Linked DNA regions of Sus scrofa: region 1 is linked to region 2. The links are chromatin contacts, called in public HiChIP or PLAC-seq maps. All regions are on one chromosome and are shown on one strand. The core of a region is the stretch at or near the end of the contact, and the rest is flanking DNA. Distances in the headings are between cores, read along the strand shown.

Region 1 (2,700 bases), core at 135-2,634, 430 kb before region 2:
GGTGACCAGGGGCGCCCTACTTCAGGAATTCAGCAAACACTTACCAAGAGTTTCAGCATCTCCTTAGTGTCAGGATCTACTTCAATGATCTCCTGATCCAGGGCTGAGACCTAGAAGGAACAAGGCAGGCCCCAAATAGCAATGAGTTATCTCTCACTTTCCGTGCCTTTTCTCCAAGATTCTTAAATGAGGAAAAAAAAGGGTGGTGGGGTGAGGGGGGAAGACAGGGGACATAAGAGGACAGAACGGGATCTCACAAGTTCGCTATGTAGAAAACCTTAAGACTGGGTTTATACTTCAGAAATACCATGCTAGAGCAAATAAACCAGATGACATGGTAAGTCACCAAAGCAGCATCGTTACAGGCCCTCATGTGTAAAAGAGAATGAACTCACATGGGCCCAACAGGGAAGAACAAAAACTAACACACAGGCAGGTAGATCAGGGGCAAGTTCAGACTCAGCTAAGGTCTCCTTGAAAACCTTGTATCTCAAATGGTTCTCAGGAACACTGTTTTATCTTCTAAGATGAACCAGAGGCCCAGAGAAAGATCTACAAAGTTTACCTCGGGCACGTAGTTGTCTCTCCTCTCTCTCTCCTCCTCCTGCAGCTTAATGGAGATACCCCTCACTGGTCCTCTCTGAATCCGCTTCATCAGATGTGTGACATAGCTACAAAGCACAAATGTCCAGGAACACTGAGAAGGCACGCTGGCTCCCACTGGTACAGGGAACCTCTGGAGGAGTTTTAGTTCTTTCCACAGTGAGAAGGGAGAGGATTTACCATTTTAGGAGCCCTGATTCTGAATCTCCTGCACACACCCAACCCCTACACGCAGCTCCGCTTACACAGGCACGCCGGTCCCTTCGGGGTCCTATATCCTCTATGCAAATTCACTCTCCCAAGTTACTAAAACCTCCCAACAAACTTTCCTGCTCTCTCCCAGGAATCATTTTCTTTCCTCCGAGTTACAATCTACACAACTGAGCATTTAATCTCGTTGTCCTTTACTGTAAATGTCAACCTTCCAGGGATCGACCGTGGCCAACCTCGTCAAGTGCCGTCGCCCGTCAAGCCGCCAAACACAAAGCGAACACAAGACAACCGCTGCAAGAAACCCGGCAAATGCACACCCCCAGCGCCCCGCCCGAATCGGAGCCCAAACGGCCCCGCGGGGCCGTGGCTCCGCATCTCCCACCCGGCGCGGGAGCCGAAGGCCGGGCCAACTCACCCTGCGATCTTGTTGCGGAGCTTCTTGCTGGGAATAATGGCAATCTCCTCGCACACGCGCTTGTTGGTGTGGAAGTCGTTGCCCAGGCGCGTGTAGTACTTCTCAATGATGACCCGGGCAGCCTTCTTCACGGTCTTGGTGCGAACGCGCCCCTGCGGGTGGAGAAGACAGGGTCACTCCTGACTCAGGGTGCCCCTCCGGGAGCAGCGCGGGGACAGCCTGACTGGAGCGGGGTTCGCGGCCCGGAGCTAAGCCCGGGAGAGGGCCAGCCAGGTGAGGCTGGAGCGCCGGGTCAACGCGGAAACCAGCGGCCCACGGAGGCTTCGGCCTCACAGGCCCCGGCACACCGCCCTGCGGGCTGGGGGCGGTGGAAAGTGGCGGATGGAGGAGGATTGGAGGGATGGCAGCTTTGAGCCAAAACACCTACCATCTTGGCGGGTTCTCGGTAAAAGAGGAAACAGGAAGCACAAGAGAGGCCTATAAAGCGCAGGCCAGAAAGCCGCTTCCGCCTAGCCTGGGACTTGCTGAGCCGCCTCCAGGGAACCACAGCGACCCCTGGCAGAGCGGGGCGGAAGTGTGGCCGGAGCCGCCGTCCAGTAGGCGGAGCGAGTGCTTGAGCCTCCCCCTGATGGGTGGAGCTTACCTTCCACCTCCAGCCACGTCTAAGGCTGTCTTGGGCAGGCTTCTCAAGCCCGATTCTTGTGATTAGATCGCCGGAGTGCTCTACACTAGGAGTTGAACATCTCTTCTTCACAGGCCGAGGAGAAGGAGGAAGGCTTAAGAGCTCTAGCTAAGGCAGGAGCGAGGAAAAGTGAGGGGATGCGGATGGCGCCCGGGATAGGGCCGCCTCCCAGTGCTTGGGTCAGAGACTTGTCTAACCTTGCGTAGGTTAGACACAGGTGCAACTGGGAGAGAATTGTCTCACTTCTTCCCAGTCGTTTGCTCAGGTGTCACTATACCAAAGGGGCTTTCCCTACAGTTTATATAAAGTAGTACCGTTACCCTTTTAGTTTTTTAGCATCACTATCTTTTTTTTTTTTTTTTTTTTAACGGAGCGCAGCAGTAGTTCTCCTTGTGGTGCAATGAGATCAGCGGTGTCTCTGCAGCCACTGGGACTCAGGTTCCAGCACAGCACAGTGGGTTAAGGATTTGGTGTTGCCACCCTCAGATCTGATCCCTGGCCAAAGAACTCCACAAGCCTCAGGGAGGCCAAAAATGAAAAAAAAAGGGGGGGGTGTTCCTGGGTCAGGGATTGAATGAGAGCTGGAGCTGCGACCTACACTGCAGCTGTGGCAATGCCAGCTCCTTTAACCCACTATGCCAGGCTGGTAATTGAACCTGCACCCCCAAAAGGCACCCAAGCTGCTGCAGTTGGATTCTTAACCTATTGTGCCACAGTGGGAATTCCTAGCATTGCTATCCTTTTAAAGTTGCTTTGGTATTTCTTAGCACATGTCACAGTGACTTGT
Region 2 (2,700 bases), core at 106-2,605:
TGACCTGCATCTGTGACCTACACCACAGCTCAGGGCAATGCCAGATTCCCCACCCACTGACGAGGCCAGGGATCGAATCTGAATCCTCATGGATACTTGTCAGATTCGTTTCCATTGCACCACAGTGGGAACTCCTACACAAATTATTTTACTTCTAAGTTAGAAAGTGGTAATACCTGAATGAATATATGAAGAATGTTCAGAAAGCACAATGGACAATAAGTAGAAGGAAAATTTTTTCTAGAGGGAGATGTTACTTCATTCAGTTTTAATGGATAGAATTTCAACATCCTGAGATGAGCGGGAGAGGAGGGTATTCCAAGCAGAGACATGAGCCTTTACAGAAAGGTAAGGAGTAGTTCAACAATGAGGTGCTTCACATGGTCTGGTTCGTTACGGGTGAAAGGAGAATGAAAGGTGGGCAGCAGAAAAGAAACTTAAAATTCTGAATCCAAAGTTAATAAATTTGGCCTTTAATCTACAGACAACCGGAAGCCAGTAAAGATTTTCAATCACGAGTGTACCTGAAGATGACTACGCCTGCAGCAAAGTGTAAGATGGGCAAGTAGGCGAGTGAGGCTAGAGGAAGGGCATTAAAAAGACAGGAATTGCATTCCTTCGTTCCAGGGGATGATAACGAGAACTTTGAGTAGGCGGAGGAAGTAGGTAAAGAGAGTGTTTGGATACTAGAATTACTGCCGGGCAGAATCGACAGTACTTGGCAACCGATGGGAACAAGGGAAAGAAATAGCATCAGATATAGACCACCAACGTTTCCAAGCTGTAAACTGATGAGAGTATTAACAGAAAGGGGTGCAGAGGCTGGAAAGTAATTTGGGACGGAGGAGACCAAGCTACATTTGGGAATATTCTGCTTTTATACACCTACAAAACATCCCAGAAGAAATGGCCAAGTCTCCTGGAGGTAGCCGGATACCGCCCACTTAAGCTGGAGCAGAGTGAGGAGGTTGAGGGGCGGGGTTCGGCAAAACCACATTCGAAACGGACTAGAGAAGTCTTACTACCGAGACCTGACCAGGCAGGGGTGAAAGGTGTAGGACCGCTGAAGTAATCCACTTTGTGGCCACCTTCACGGCCTGCACTCTCATCGCCTTCTTCAAGACTCCGGGAGCAGGCGGCCGGAAGTACCCTTTCTCTCCCTTCCAGGCACAGCAGTTCCAAAACTTCTGTCCCTACCCGTCACCAGCTCCCCGTCAAAGGGGCTGAAGAGACAGCGCTGCATCTCTTCCTGCACAGTCACCAGGCAGGCTGAAAGCGTGCCGAGGGCATCATCACCTTCACGTGCCACCTCACCAGCTTCGTGGAGCTCCGCGTGAGGATCAGAGCTGGAAAAGCTGGGAAAAATCCTCAGGGCGAGCTGAAGATACCGCGAGACCTCACAGGCCCGCCCCTGCGTTTGCGCGCCGGAAGCGGAAGTGAGGGGTGGTCGGACTCTGGCCGTAGTAGCTCTGTTGCCTTGGAGAGCTGAAGTGGTGAGTAGTCTGTGTAAAGAGCTACCCGGCTGGCGGTGGATTTCTTTGCATGTGTGGCGGGCGGAGCTCGGTCGGAGATGCACAGACACAGCCCTGGGCGGCGGAGTCTCCTTTCGGGGCCACGGGGAGGAGAGAGCCAGGCGGGCCCAGCACAGTGGCCCGCGAGGCATCCTCGGGCTCTGCCGTTCCAGGGCTGGACTCTTTCGCAAGACGGGAAGCTACACGGCCTCCGAGTTCCCGCGCGCCTGGCGTTTTAAGAAGCTTCGGAAAGGAGCACATCAATCAAAGCTTTTCATAGACAAGCACTGATGTGCTGTGAGAGAGGATGAAAAACGCAGTGGTTTTCGCAGTATCTTCGTCTCTTAGTTCTCTGGGTTCATCCCCCAAGGCAGCAAAACTCCATTCTGGTTAGTCATTTCCAAGGTTAGTGGCCCGCAGAGAAAGTTCTGTGTGGTTTTATTATAGAGTCGAGAAACTAGTAGTGTTCGAGTATACATCTGAAAGGCTGTACTCCTCCCCCGCCAAAGGAACAGTACATGTCTTGTGAAATTATTATTCATGGTCAAACTAGCTCATTGATTTTGAAGGCCCTGAGGACAAGTCTTGTAGCATCTTCTAGCTCTTCGCTGTCATTTTAGCTCCAGTTCCCTTTTCCAAATTAGCATTGGGAATCTTTGGAGCACTTTTAATCTAGCCACTTCCTTATTTAAGACCCTTATGGTTCCCGTTCCCAGGACACACATCTTTGAGAGTTTTCTTCAAGGAAGTAAAGGGTTTTTTTGTTTTTTATTTTCTTCTTATAGATCTAATCAACCTAAATATTAAATAGAACAGCTGCCTCAAATTCCTAGGGTAAGTAAAACTTGGAGCAATTAAAATTCTATTTAAATTTCATTCTCACGGGTAATGTTAATGATACACATTTGTTTATTTGTGGAAGGGGAGGTCCTGGGAGAAGGTATGCGTTGACTTACGATTCTCACTGCCTCTCTGGTTAGGTATGGGTCATCTTGCTGGTGATTTCCGTGATTCCTATAGAAATCTGGATATTATTTTACTTTGCTGAATTTATTTTAAATCTTAACTTGGATTGAGAATTTGACATGTTTGCCAACCCTAGACACATCAAAAGCCTGGTGTGTAATAAGATATACTCTAAGAGGGCAGAGGCCTCAAACATCTAGGTATTGTCTCTTGCATCCAAATA

Evidence for each region. HiChIP or PLAC-seq counts read pairs in DNA pulled down with a chosen protein or histone mark.
Region 1: an H3K27ac HiChIP or PLAC-seq map of alveolar macrophages shows a contact between it and region 2. The contact joins the promoter of RPS17 here to the promoter of FAM103A1 in region 2. A contact is called at or near these places in 2 of 5 promoter capture datasets (fetal skeletal muscle and liver), 3 of 47 Hi-C or Micro-C datasets (embryonic fibroblasts, heart right ventricle and retroperitoneal adipose tissue) and 2 of 2 datasets of contacts at active chromatin or transcription factors (alveolar macrophages and skeletal muscle).

The regions. Positions count from the first base shown.
Region 1 is chr7:52,385,026-52,387,725 of Sscrofa11.1, reverse strand. RPS17 (ribosomal protein S17) reads right to left here and starts at 1,384. Exons shown (of 4, transcript NM_001001634.1): 1 at 1,232-1,384; 2 at 566-671; 3 at 45-110. The coding sequence starts at 1,384.
Region 2 is chr7:51,952,260-51,954,959 of Sscrofa11.1, reverse strand. It overlaps FAM103A1 (RNMT-activating mini protein), which reads left to right and starts at 1,355. Exons shown (of 4, transcript XM_003128452.4): 1 at 1,355-1,493; 2 at 2,297-2,345.